Regions from separate parts of the Zea mays genome. Here region 1 is linked to region 2. Evidence: chromatin contacts called from public Hi-C data. All regions are on one chromosome and are shown on one strand. Each heading gives the region's core, a stretch centred on a gene start, on an enhancer-like site or on the middle of the called end of the contact. The rest is flanking DNA. Distances are from core to core; before and after follow the strand shown.

Region 1 (6,184 bases), core at 2,270-4,769, 130 kb after region 2:
AGCACACTGGCAGTACATATATAGCACCGCGTTGAAAACATAGCGTTGCTCCGCGAAGCCAGCCTTAACAGCATACCCATGGCACTGCCTCCCCATGTCATAGCTCCTGACATTGGCGGTCGCGGACACCGCTGCCGACAGAACGTACTCGTTCATGCCAAAGTCGACCACCCTGAGCAGCTGGAGCGATTCCTTATGGCGCCCCGAGGAAGCGTATCCGGACATGAGGAGGTTTGCGGACACGGCGTTCCGGAAGGGCATGGCGTCGAACACCGTGCGGGCGAGCCCGACCCGGCCGCACTTGGCGTAGAAGGAGATGAGGTTGTTGTGCAGGACGACGTCGAAATGGGCGGCTGTGATGAGACGGGCGTGGAGCGCCTTCCCCTTGGACAGGTCGCCAGCGGCGGCGGCCGCGCGAAGGACGGCCACTGCCGCGTGCCGCTGGAGCGCGGCGCCGCAGGGTCTGGCCATGGATTGGGGCGCAGGGTTTTAGAGAGGTTTAGAGGAAAGGAAAGGGGGAAAACTGCAGGCCAGGGGCTTTGGAGATACAATATATTAGCTCGACGTCGAGATAGCGGGCCAGGGCCCATGTAAGGTTGAAGGTTTAGCCCAAATGTGTATTTCAACTTTGCGTGCTAGGCGTTTATGGGCTAAAACATTAGATGGGTCGGAAGTCCAATAACGGCCCTACTCACTACCCACTGTAAAGTGCGAACTGGTGCCACCGGATTTCACGTAGAAGTTTCACAAGAATTCCGTAAATTTCATAAAAATATTTTATAGGGAGAAAGATCAATACAGAGAACCTCGCAAGAACACAAGCGAGCCTGAGAAAACTATGCTCAGCAGTTGCAGTTGTCAGTAAATTGGCAGAGGGAGCTTACAAAATTTTCAGCTTCGTATCAATGTATTCGCACACCCTGACATAGCGTCCTACTCCAGAAATCTTTAACGACAACGAGGAAGGCAAAAAAAAAAAAAATGGTATATGCAATGGAACTATCTCCGCAGTGCTCCTTTAACTGGCGTCATTTGGCTAACTAGTCTTTCCAACCACCTGTCGTCCCACTTATCAGACTGACCGTCATCAGCTTCTTTCCTGCTGAAGGTGCCAACAACTTCACGTCGGACAGTTGTTTCTGGCCAAAACCGTGTGATGTCCGCGCGGTCGGCGTTGGGTTTCGGCGAGAATGCATTGAGAGATCTGGTGTATCTGCTTGCGCCTTCCCGGTGCCGGTGGTTAGCGGTCGGACGGCGAGATTCGCCGAACGGAGGCGACGGAGAGAAACGAGGTGAGAGTTGCGAAATCCGGTAGGAAACCGTCGTTTCTCGCCTGCTTGTGCTCGGCTCTGGTGTCGTTCAGGCTGTCTTTTTCGCGGTTCCCGATCATGGTCGGTACGATCTCTGCAATAAAATACGTAGTAGTAGTTGGTAAATGGTAACTACTGTCTGGGTTGGTTCTTAGGCTATCCGCACTCATGTCACTCTAAATTCCTACTCTAAAAAGAATATTCTATCCTCGCCAGCAAAATTATATACTCTATATCATAACCCTCCGCAGCCATATTTACTCTATATTACAACTCTATATCAACTACCACATATTTTTATCATTTCATTCCATTTTTTTACCATCCTCCCAACTACCTCCTGTGCTCAGAGAGATTTGGAGTAGAGACTGAGCGACTCTGTAAATAGCGTTTCGCATGCTCTCCCTAACTTTGCAGTCGCCGGTGAGGTTCCCCGCTGCACCATTTTTTCTACTGTATATCTAACCCTATATCGGTAGCGTTCTCTTTACAGTTTCCCACTGCGGCTAGCCTTATGCAGAAAAAAAGGATAAGGAGCAGTGACTAGAGAAAAGCCGAGTGCTCTTGTTCGTAGCAACGAGTGGGTGACAGCAAGCTTTTGCTAATCAACGAAGGGCACATTGATTATGCAGTTTTTTTTTTTACCAACAACTTTTCTCGTGGTTTTACAGCGAAACCCGATTCATCGTCAGCGGTTTTCGAGTGAGGTTTCCGGAAACCGGTAGATTTGAATTTGAGAATCCGAACAGTTCGGATTTTACCGGATTTCGGCGGTTTTCAATGATTTTTCCGTTTACGAGTGTAGCGAGGATCTGTGCTCAAACGAGATTGAAAACCCTGCCGCCGGCTCCCGTTCCCTTTTGTCGCGAACAACGGAAGTTGGTGAACAGACGGCAGGTGGGAGAAAGCGATCCCTGCCAACCTCTTTTCTTCTTTATCAAAATGGAAAACTCTCTATTATCCACCTTATTTTAAAATCATAACACCAAAATATTTTATAAAATATATCGAGTTCAGCTGTGTGTCATAATCTTATTGTGCATGCAATGGTGCACCTTAGGCCTTATTTGTGTATTTTAGTATTCAGCTCAATTCACATTGTTTAATTTGCACTTTAATCCAGCTCAATATATATAGAATGAGGTGAATACTAAAGACCCAAACAAACCCTTAGGTATTAGGGTAATGTATGTCTTGTCGTAGAATTTGCGTATGGGCGGCTAGAATGTATCTCTGCCGCCTCATACAAAAGTACTTACAAAGCCGTAGCAACCCTACCAAAGGGGCCCTAAATGTTGGTTAGGTTGTCTCTATCACATTCTCTATTTTAAATCTCACTCTACAGACAATATCATCTAAAGTGTCACATTCCCTATTTTATATGATCCACCGAAGACAACATAGAAAATCTAAAGTTTAGTGTAAACTATGCGGGAAAATTATTTATGGCATACCGATAAAAAGTGGCTTTAGATTTTTGACACATAAAACTGTACTATTTATCAGGAACACAGAGAAATGTTGTTCATTATCTAGTGCACATCTAGTGCACATCGCAGCGACTAAATTTTCCATTTCCAGCAAGACTTTATCTATAAGATTATTTTCTAAAATGATATTTTTATCGATGGAGTGTGCCGCCGCTAATAATAATCAATATCTGTCATTGTGTTCCTGAGAAATAATACCATTTATGGTGTCCAAGAGCTAAATTAACTATTTGTTAGTGTGCCACAGATAATTTCTCCGAATCATATAGGATGTTGTGATGCTAATTATAAAAGCTAAATATAAAGTACAATGATTGAGCAAAGACGAAAAAATGTTGTGCAATTAAGTGTTTCGTGCAATCATGATTTTTTGTTGAAAATTTTATGGACGCTCTTCATCATTTACTACAGTGGACAGATTGTACTATTTTTTATATCCTTTAATATAAAACAAATCAAACTTTGATACTCTAATAGAGTAAATAATAAAATGTATTTATAACTTTTAGTAATTTAATTAAACGAGAAATTTGATTGTACAACAGTAGCTGAGTCGAGGAAAAAACCACGAAACCCATTACAGGACAGGCAACCTATTTTGAATTTTTGATTTGACAAAAAAATATCTCTACGTTGGGCAGTGGGTCCCACTCCCGCGCCTCGTTTAAAACCGTCCCACTCCTCAACTGATGATGCCCCCCTGTTCCTCCTGTCATCTTCTCCTCCTCAGAAACCCACCAACCCCGTCCAGCCGCCGGCTGTCTCGGCCGCCGCCGCCGCCGCCGCCGCCCTATCCCGGTCCTTCAGGCGAACCAGGTTGGTCATGGCCTTCAACAAGATCAAGGTCTCCAACCCCGTCGTCGAGATGGACGGTAAGCGGGATACCTGTCCTGTCCTGTTCGCCACACAACAGATCTGCTGCGTTCCGTCGTTTGCCTTGTGCCGCGTCCTCTCTTCCGGTCGCTCTAACTCCAGCCGTGGCTTTAGTCGAAGCGTCACAGGAGATCCCGTGGATCTAGTAGACGAGGACCTTGGATCAGATACGCTAGTCTCGCTAGTGTCCGGGATTTTGTTCACTCAGCGATTAATCCAGCTGGTCTGCTTACGTTTGTTGCTGAATTTCGCTTGCAGGCGATGAGATGACCAGGGTGTTCTGGAAATCTATCAAGGACAAGGTAATAGGAACGTGGCTGACTCTATCTCCGTCGCCCTTAGATGTTGCTTCCTGTGCTCTTGTTCCTTGAGAGGACCATCTTTTCCCCATGGGTTGCTGGGATGTTAAATTGTCGATTGAATTTCGTGCAGCTTATATTCCCTTTCGTAGACCTCGACATCAAATATTTTGACCTCGGGCTTCCACACCGTGATGCTACCGACGACAAAGTCACAGTGGAGGCTGCGGAGGCCACACTCAAGTAAGAATTGCACGTTACTGTCACTTCCTTAAGAAGGTGGAAATGAAAAGCAAAGCACAGAAAAGAGTGTTGTGGCTCAGTGTTATTTATATCAAATCCAGATGCTCAAGTTTGTGTTTAGTTGCGTTGTCTAACAAGTGTTTGTGGTGGAATATGCATAGTCGATTTAACCTTTTTTTTTCCATAAGTCATTTAATCACTGGAAAAGTCTTCCTTGAGAAAGTGGCGTGTTTAAGGGCCTTTTTGCTACTCAGCCTGTTGCTTATCTGTTGTTGCTTCAGTAGTCTGGTATTGCGGGCTTTTGAATATTTTGCTGCATCGTGCACCTATCTTTTCTATTGCTTATGCTTCTCCATTATTTGTAGGTACAATGTGGCTATCAAGTGTGCCACCATTACACCAGGTACATTTGGGTTACTGTTCTGCTGACAAAGTTTTAAGAGATTCTAGATTTACTGACATCGCATCAAAATCCATGGCAGATGAAGCAAGGGTAAATGAGTTTGGCTTGAAGGCTATGTGGAAGAGCCCAAATGGCACAATTAGGAATATTCTGAATGGTAAGATGCTGCTGCAGCCTTTAAGTGTAACATTTCTTGGGTCCTCAGGACTGACAGTTTTATTCATGTGCTCGCTGCGTGTAGGCACTGTGTTCAGAGAACCAATCATCTGCAAAAACATCCCACGGCTTGTTCCAGGTATGGAAGGAAGACCATAATCATAGGAGTACTCATTTATGTAATTGCCTTGTAAACTGAACTGTTTGTGAATTCAGGGTGGACAAAACCCATTTGCATCGGGAGGCATGCATTCGGTGATCAGTACCGGGCAACTGATGCAGTTATCAAGGGGCCAGGGAAGCTTAAATTAGTTTTTGGTATGTATGTATGAATCACTCAGCATTTGAGAATCAATGAAATGCTTGTCTTATTAAACGTCCTATGATTCATTTTCTAAAATTCTGCTGAGAGAATCCTGTAAATAATTGACATCTTCCCCTTTGTCCTTTGTTGTTACTGATAGAGGGAAAAGAAGAGCAAGTTGAGCTGGAGGTGTTCAACTTCACTGGTGCAGGAGGAGTTGCCTTATCAATGTACAACACTGACGAGGTGCAGTTGGTGCTTGCTACTATTCCATTACTTGACATATATAATGTGCTCCTCTTGTGATTTATCATCTCAGTATTTGTGTAATTATGCAGTCCATCCATGCCTTTGCTGACGCTTCTATGGCCACTGCTTATGAAAAGAAATGGCCATTGTATCTTAGCACCAAAAACACTATTTTGAAGAAATATGATGGCAGGTAAGGGTTTTGCTAAACTGTTTCTCATTATTTTTCAGGTCTTACTGACGGTGCCTTTTCTCTGGCGCAGCATGTTTACCTGTGTACTTGATTTGTTTGCAGGTTCAAGGACATTTTCCAGGAGGTGTATGAAGCTGGTTGGAAAACCAAATTTGAAGCTGCCGGCATATGGTATAGTTTCAAATCCCGTTTCATATCTCATCTTTTTCTTTAATAAGGTGTGACTCCCAAGGTCTTTCTTGTCATTTGGTCTTTGATGCCTGTAGGTATGAGCACCGCCTTATCGATGACATGGTAGCATACGCACTTAAGAGTGAAGGAGGGTATGTCTGGGCTTGCAAGAATTATGATGGAGATGTGCAGAGCGATTTCTTAGCTCAAGGTTACAATTTGCCTCAGTTTTTACAGTCTGGACTCTCAAGTTCTGAGTAACACTTGCTACTTTCTTGCTCTTAGTTAAAAAAGTGATGTATTTGATTATATGAGTCTTTCTTTAACTGCAGGTTTTGGCTCATTGGGTTTGATGACTTCGGTACTGGTAGGTCACTAAATTTGCTTTTAGTATTTGTCATGATATAATTGATAAATTTCTCCTCAGTTATCAGGCATATTGTTACTAATTTGGTCAGACAAGAAGAAAACGAGTGTATTTTACTTGGATAGT
Region 2 (6,591 bases), core at 2,935-5,434:
ATTTTCAAGCTGCACCAAATTCCTCATTACCCTCTCCTCATATATGCTCGACTTGTATGACGCTGGTAACAAACCTGACAGCAATGCACCTTGAAGGGCACTCACAGAAGCTCCTGACAAAGCACTAGAACTTGGCAGTACATCTGTATCATCTAAACTCAATCTCATTCTTGCTGAGTGTCTTTTGTCAACCTCTGTGATATCTGTTTGTAAGCTTCCAAGCTCTGCCGATAACTTGGCAGACTGCATCGCCTTTTCTTCTTTCAATTGAGAAAGGAAGTTAAGTAGCAAACTAGATTCAGTGTCATCTTCACCGATGGAAACTGGTGCCTCATCTAACAACGACAAATCCTGACCCCCATTTATCAAGTCACATCCAAGAATCTCTCTGAAAAAACAGTATGCTGGCTGTTAGGCACGAACAGCCATATAATTATTATTTCCAGTCTTCAGACAGCAAAGAAACATCAGGTAGAAGGGCATGAAAGGGATAATATTAAGCATACCTAACATATTTCCACATGCAATGAATGGCAGAAGTAATCTTCATACTTGGAAACATTTTTCTAAGTCAGTCAGACACTTCTAAATGAACTTAGGGTAGTATTTCATGGCATATGTTAGGTAACCATTTAAATTCATGGTATGGATTATAGACAAAGGTAAATAATCAGATAAAAAACTGAACTACAGGTACAGCTGTGTTGAACAAAGAAAAGAAAGATAACAAATATAAGACGCTGAGTGTGATAGAGCTTATTTATCCTATAAAATATTTCAAAACTCTAGAAACTTCTTCCATAGGACAAGCAGTTATCTAAACTTAATTGTAACATAAAAAATCACCAAAGCAAAGAAGATTGACCTTTACTTGTATCAAACTAATTACTAATCAGTAAGCATTTTTCTTATTTTGTCTCCAAATGAGAGAGATGAATAAACTGACTTTGCTTTTGGTCTTGAACAAGGATCTGGATGCAGCAACCAAAGGCAGAAGCCAGCCTCCTTGGGACTTTCTGAAAGAAAATTTGGAGGCAGGATGCGTTGACGAAGATTTGACATTGCAGCACAGTGCACCTCCCATGTCTCAGAACAGCAAAAGAGCTGACAAAAATATTAGGTAAATTAAATACCTTGCCTGCCAGACTTAAGATAGAATCTTACACTTCAGTGAGAAAAAAGAGGACATAATTGACAGAATCACACAGAAAAGTAGAGAAGTCCAACTGTAAGTGTGGTTTCAGTTAGTAAGGCTATCTCCAGCAACTTACTCATCCACATCTCCTATTTCAAACTCCACTCTGTAAACAGATGAGTCTACAGTGCTCAGTGCAAAACAGTTTTTGCACGGCCATACGCACGATCTGCTGGTCGTAGCCTAAGCAATTAAATCTGTGCATGCATGGTGATAGTAGTACACTAGTACAAGTGGATTATCATTATCCTATAGTAATAGGAGACTGCATAAGAATTGCATATAGTAAGAACAAGGGTATTAGTCAGCATTCACGTGTAACTAAGGCAAGCATAGACTATCATAATCCCATGGTCTTGGGCCTCGATAGCAATTGGAAACTACAACCACCAGATTCATGATAAGGCGCATGTGTGATGCAAATATGCTGCATAGCAAAGTACTTTCAGCATTCCAAGAGCTGATGCACAATAAAAGCAGAAAGGCCTATTGTATTGTTTGATTGGCAACAGTGACCACCATGTGAAAGGGTCACAACTATCTCACAATTAATGTGATTATCTGTGTCATTTTAAATTTTCCTGATATGCTATCCTTTTGTGCTTAATATGTGGTGAGATTGGGAAATACCATGGTATGCATGTCAGAAGTCCAACAGCTCATACTAAGTTTTAGGTAAACAACTTGAATTTGCTAGTAAATGATAGTAATATACCACCCGCAAAATTATAAATTGTGGTTGCACAATGTCACATCACTTCTACAAAATCCAATATGGATACTGCTGCAGAAAATGACACTGAAGTATTGGATATACCTCAAATAGAAGAACCCCAAGGCTGTAGATGTTTGATGGGAATGTGCCTTTAAATTGACTGAGCTCCTCTGGGCTTTTGTACCAGCTTTCCTCAAGATTCCTCAATTCAAATGCTGGTTGTTGGGTGGCAGAACTAGATACATGCTGAGCACAAGATATATTACTGCCATATGGTTCGACCAACTTAAAACCTTCTCTGGCAGTGTGGCTAAAATTTTCTTGCCTCAAAACACCTCGATTGACATCTTCATTTTGATTGTCACATATTTTGTCGGTCCAAAATGTATTTGCTGGTTGCCTGATAGCGACTGAGCCTTGCTCATCAACCTTTTGATACTTCAGCGTCAAATTTCCATGGTCATTAGACTCTTGGTGATCAATTCTCTGTCCAAAAGTTCTTTTTCTATTCACAAGATCTTCTCTAGCAACCTCTTGTTTGATTGATGTTGGCAAATCTTGTGTGGTATAAGAGCCGATATATTTAACTTGATTTGAAGAAAGGACCATAAAATATGATGGTCGCAAATGCTGCAAAGTAAAACCCTGTGCATGACACTTATCCACAAGATCAATGATCTGCTTAAACAAATGCATTTTCTCAAACTTAGTCATTGTTTGCCACCCAGGCTTAATCAGTTCCCTCAGGCTAGATCCCTCAGAGTGGGATTTTGTAACATTTCCACCAGTACTGAAAAGCATATGGTCCACTCTGGCCATACAATCATGAATTGAGCTAGGAATAGTCGGAATCTTGTCCAAAGGGTCTCTGGGTCTTGCATTAGCTTGCACTTGGATCTCCTCCCGTGCACCTTGGCACACAACCCCTTTACCTTTTGATTTGATTTGAAGTGGTGATCGTAGAACCCTAGATGAGGGTGCCACAGTCTTACTTCTCATCCGGTTAAGAATCCTATTTGAGAAGCTGCTTACTTTAAGAGCATTATCCTGATTAGACCATGGAGACAAGAGAATCTGCTGGCTGCACATCATGAACTCATTATTGACATATCCAACATGACTCATAGGTGCCTCATTGCCAGACGCATTGTTGTTCCTTGAGATGATATTGCTGGCAAGGCTCGTCGCCAGCTTTTCCATGCTAGAAGCATCACCAGCCCTCAAGTTTGCAATGTCGCCAGAACTCAGTGCGGTGTTTTCCCTGCTGGCCAAATCGCTAGTTCTCCGGGCGATCCGTGTAAAATTACCCCACAGGCCCTTAATACGGGTAGGCCTATCCCTGCTGCTTGTGCTCCCACCAGCAGAAACCTCAGGCTGGATACCAGTATTGATGCAATTCTTCAATGTGAGCTCCTCCACCCTCTCTTCAGTGTCGTGGTCCAAGCCACGCTGTGCCACACTGTCTGGCCTGGACTCGGAATTGGACAGGCCGACGCTGGTGAGGCCCCTCGCGCCGTCCGAGCTGCCCCCGAACCCACCCAGCGAGGTGAAGAAGGAGAAATGCTCGGACCAGTCTATGTCCCGCTGGAGTGGCGTGGCCGGCATCTCCAGCGCCTCGCTGCCGGACGGCTGCTGCTGCTGCGCCGCCGTGGGCTGCGCATTCTCCTTGGCACCCTTAATCTGCACATCCCCGGCCGCGTCAGCGCCAGCGCCGCCCACCTCCGCCGCCGTCCCTTCCATGGCACCAAACCTACCCTGCGAAAACCGCGCGTCGCCCGCGCAATAAGGTCACGGCGCACGGGCCAAGTCGCGCAAAGGCAAAAACCGCCCCAGGACCGATTCAGCGGCGGGGAGCCATACCTCGCGGCGGGCGCGCGCAACAGACCAGCAGCGAGCCGCCCGCGCGGCGCATCCTCGCGCACAGCGCAGCGCCGCCACGAGCCCCCGACCCCCTCCCGAGAGCGACGATCCCGCGTGCGATTGGCTGCGGTTCCGGGCCACGGGTCAGGAGGATTCGCACGATCCAAATAGCGACATTCGCCGCGGCGAAAGAGGGCCACACGTTACCGGGAGCGAGCCGCGCAGGGCCCTGCGGGGGCTTGGCCACCGGCGGCGGGAGCAGCGGGGCAGCGCGGACGGGGCGCCCGGGAATTTCCCGAAACGGAAAGCTGCCTAGGTTTCCTTCTCTCTCTCTCTCTCGCCGTCCGACCCTCTGCTCCGCCTGCTGACTGCTGTTTCCCCCCTCCCCGTTGCGAGTTGCGACTTGCGAGGGAGCGTGGCGGTGCTGGTGTGCTGGAGAGATATTTAACTAAACTACGATACGTCTCTCCTCGTAATTTTTACAGTGATAGCTACCTGATTGAAAAAAAAATTCTACCATTGTATATTAATTCAGAATTTATTTACAAAATAGGTGTTGTTATCGCTTTCCAAAACATTTTTCTCTTAATACATTATTTTCTATGTTCAATGTATCTTTATTCTTTACTATATCATTTAATTGGTAAAAAAACTAAGATCACCTTTGAAACGCAGGATTTTTCCCTGTTTCCTATGATTTTCCTATGAAAATAAACAGATTCCTATGAAATTTTTGCGTTCCAAAGTTGATCTAAAGTTATGTACAAATTGAGATTTGAACCTTCGCTCCAAACTCACATCAACACACACTTACCCTAAAAATACATGTCTTTGTGTTTTATACTATATACTCAATCATAAATGAAATCATTAGCAACACCTTCGTCATGCCACATTTCTCTACTAACTATTAAGACGGTACTGTAGACTGCCCCCGCCAAACAACCGCCCGCCCGATCCCGCCGCGACCCCCGCCCGCCGCCAATCGCCCGCCGCGAACCCCGTCCGCCGCCAACCGCAAGGCGCGAACGCCCGCCCGCCGCGACCGCTCGGCAAACGCCGTGAACAGCCCGCCACCAACCGCGATACGCCCGTCGCGACCTTCCGCGAACCCTGCCCGCCGCCACGAATGCCCGCCTCTGCGAACCCTGCAAGCCACGATACGCCCGCCGCGACCCGCCGCGAATTCCCTCCCGCAACGCCCGCACGACCGCCCGCACAACCCGCATGCCCGCCGCGAGCCCGCCGCAAACCCCGCCCGCACGCCCGCCAGCCATGCCGCGACAGACCTACCACAATTTCACAAAGATGTTTTCTGCTATTTACAGATGAATAGTTATTGTCAGGGACAACAAGGTTCCATCATTTCCAGGGAGGAAAATGTTCGTGTAATGATTATTGGTAGTCCACCCGCTCTTGTTCGTTGCAGTCGGCAGCACACCACAAGGAAGTGAAGTTAGGTTGAAACAGACTCTTGACTTGTGAAAATAATTGATGAAGATTTCTTCTCTTTCTCCAGATACTTTTGAAGAGGTGAAGAGCAAGCGTGATAGGAAAAAAACTCGGTGGCAAGGCAATCTTTATCAAGGTCAAATGTAATACTATTTTCTGTACTTCGATTTGGTGTATTTTGCTTTTTTGAGTGCCTACAAAATGTCTGGGATTTAGCAAAGCGGCTTATCTGTTGTGCATCATTTATAATGTCCCTCTGAATTGCAGATTATAAACTATTTCTGAATTTTCAACATATTTTTTGTGATGTCAGTGCAATACTGCAAATATTGACATTTTTTGTGATGTTAGTGCAATACTACAAAGTTTGACAGAAAGTACCAGCTCTCTGGGCATCATGTCAAAAAGACTAGATATGCGCTTCTTCTTTTGATTAGTTTGTCTAAGAAAATATTTCTGAGCATGACTTACAACTTGAGTTGGTGTTCTGGTGGTAACAAATTTTTTTGCTATACCCCTCCAATCTCCCTTACCTAGCTTTTCAAGACCAGCAAGAAATGTTCGATGCTCCTCTTCAGTCCAAGGAACAGTTGAAGCAAAACAGAAATAAAAATATTTAACGAGTATTACAGATATGGAAATAAAGGCTTGCATATCTCTTCTTCAATTGAACATAGTAAAACTTCTTGAGTTGGCTCTTGGAATGATTCACTAAAAGAATTGTCCACAATAATAATAAAAATTGTTAGATGACTCTCCTGATTTCCATATAAGTTGTTGTCGTCTAAACAAAAAAGGTAAACAAGAACCAAACAAACATCACAAATATCCAATGCAATAAAGAATTTTTCAAATAAAAATTAACTACGATAGTGGGCAAAAAGCCAAAAACTTTCATTATTGCAGGTTTTCAGTTTTTAATGCTAAATGGCTTGCTGTAGAGATAAGCTTTACTTTTCAAATATGTGTATTCTGGAGTGACAGGTGGCTGGCTGGGCAACAGATGGAGGATTTGGCTCCAAACCTTTTCTTGATGGTCTCGAAGTGTATAATAAACAAAAGAACAATTCTGGAAGCCTTGACAGATTCAAGATGGATTCAAGACCTTCGGGGTGTTTTATCTTGGGAGGTGTTCATGGAAATCACACTTCTTTGGAAGCTTTCGAAGGGGTTAACCTGCAGCCCGGCATTGCCGGATAGACACTTTTAGAGGTTGTCCAGTTCCAGAAAATATTTAGCAACCTCGGCTTATGCAGCCATCTTCTAAGGATCCTTGCAGTAGGAGGCTTTTGATCGTGTCTAGAAGATTTGGGCTCCTCCTAGGTGCACTTTCTTCATCTGCCTTGTGATCCACAATCGATGTTGGACA

Evidence for each region. A called contact is a pair of places that touch in the nucleus more often than the background predicts.
Region 1: a contact with region 2 is called in a Hi-C map of leaf mesophyll, with 2.4 times the contacts expected there. The contact joins the promoter of LOC100272371 here to the promoter of LOC100384276 in region 2. A contact is called at or near these places in 15 of 25 Hi-C or Micro-C datasets (bundle sheath, ear, leaf and 4 more).

What each region holds. Positions count from the first base shown.
Region 1 is chr6:176,999,261-177,005,444 of Zm-B73-REFERENCE-NAM-5.0, forward strand. LOC100272371 reads left to right here and starts at 3,520. Exons shown (of 15, transcript NM_001146852.2): 1 at 3,520-3,672; 2 at 3,932-3,975; 3 at 4,106-4,215; 4 at 4,581-4,618; 5 at 4,698-4,775; 6 at 4,860-4,913; 7 at 4,991-5,092; 8 at 5,239-5,324; 9 at 5,417-5,520; 10 at 5,623-5,691; 11 at 5,787-5,902; 12 at 6,024-6,058. The coding sequence starts at 3,624. It overlaps LOC103630757 (pentatricopeptide repeat-containing protein At5g39680), which reads right to left and starts at 479. Exons shown (of 3, transcript XM_008651820.3): 1 at 1-479. The coding sequence starts at 471.
Region 2 is chr6:176,866,203-176,872,793 of Zm-B73-REFERENCE-NAM-5.0, forward strand. It overlaps LOC100384276 (Protein SUPPRESSOR OF PHYA-105 1), which reads right to left and starts at 4,185. Exons shown (of 9, transcript XM_020539120.2): 1 at 3,978-4,185; 2 at 3,771-3,894; 3 at 2,013-3,665; 4 at 947-1,104; 5 at 1-388. The coding sequence starts at 3,650. LOC103630756 (a long non-coding RNA gene) reads left to right here and starts at 4,658. Exons shown (of 3, transcript XR_002262927.2): 1 at 4,658-5,365; 2 at 6,207-6,591.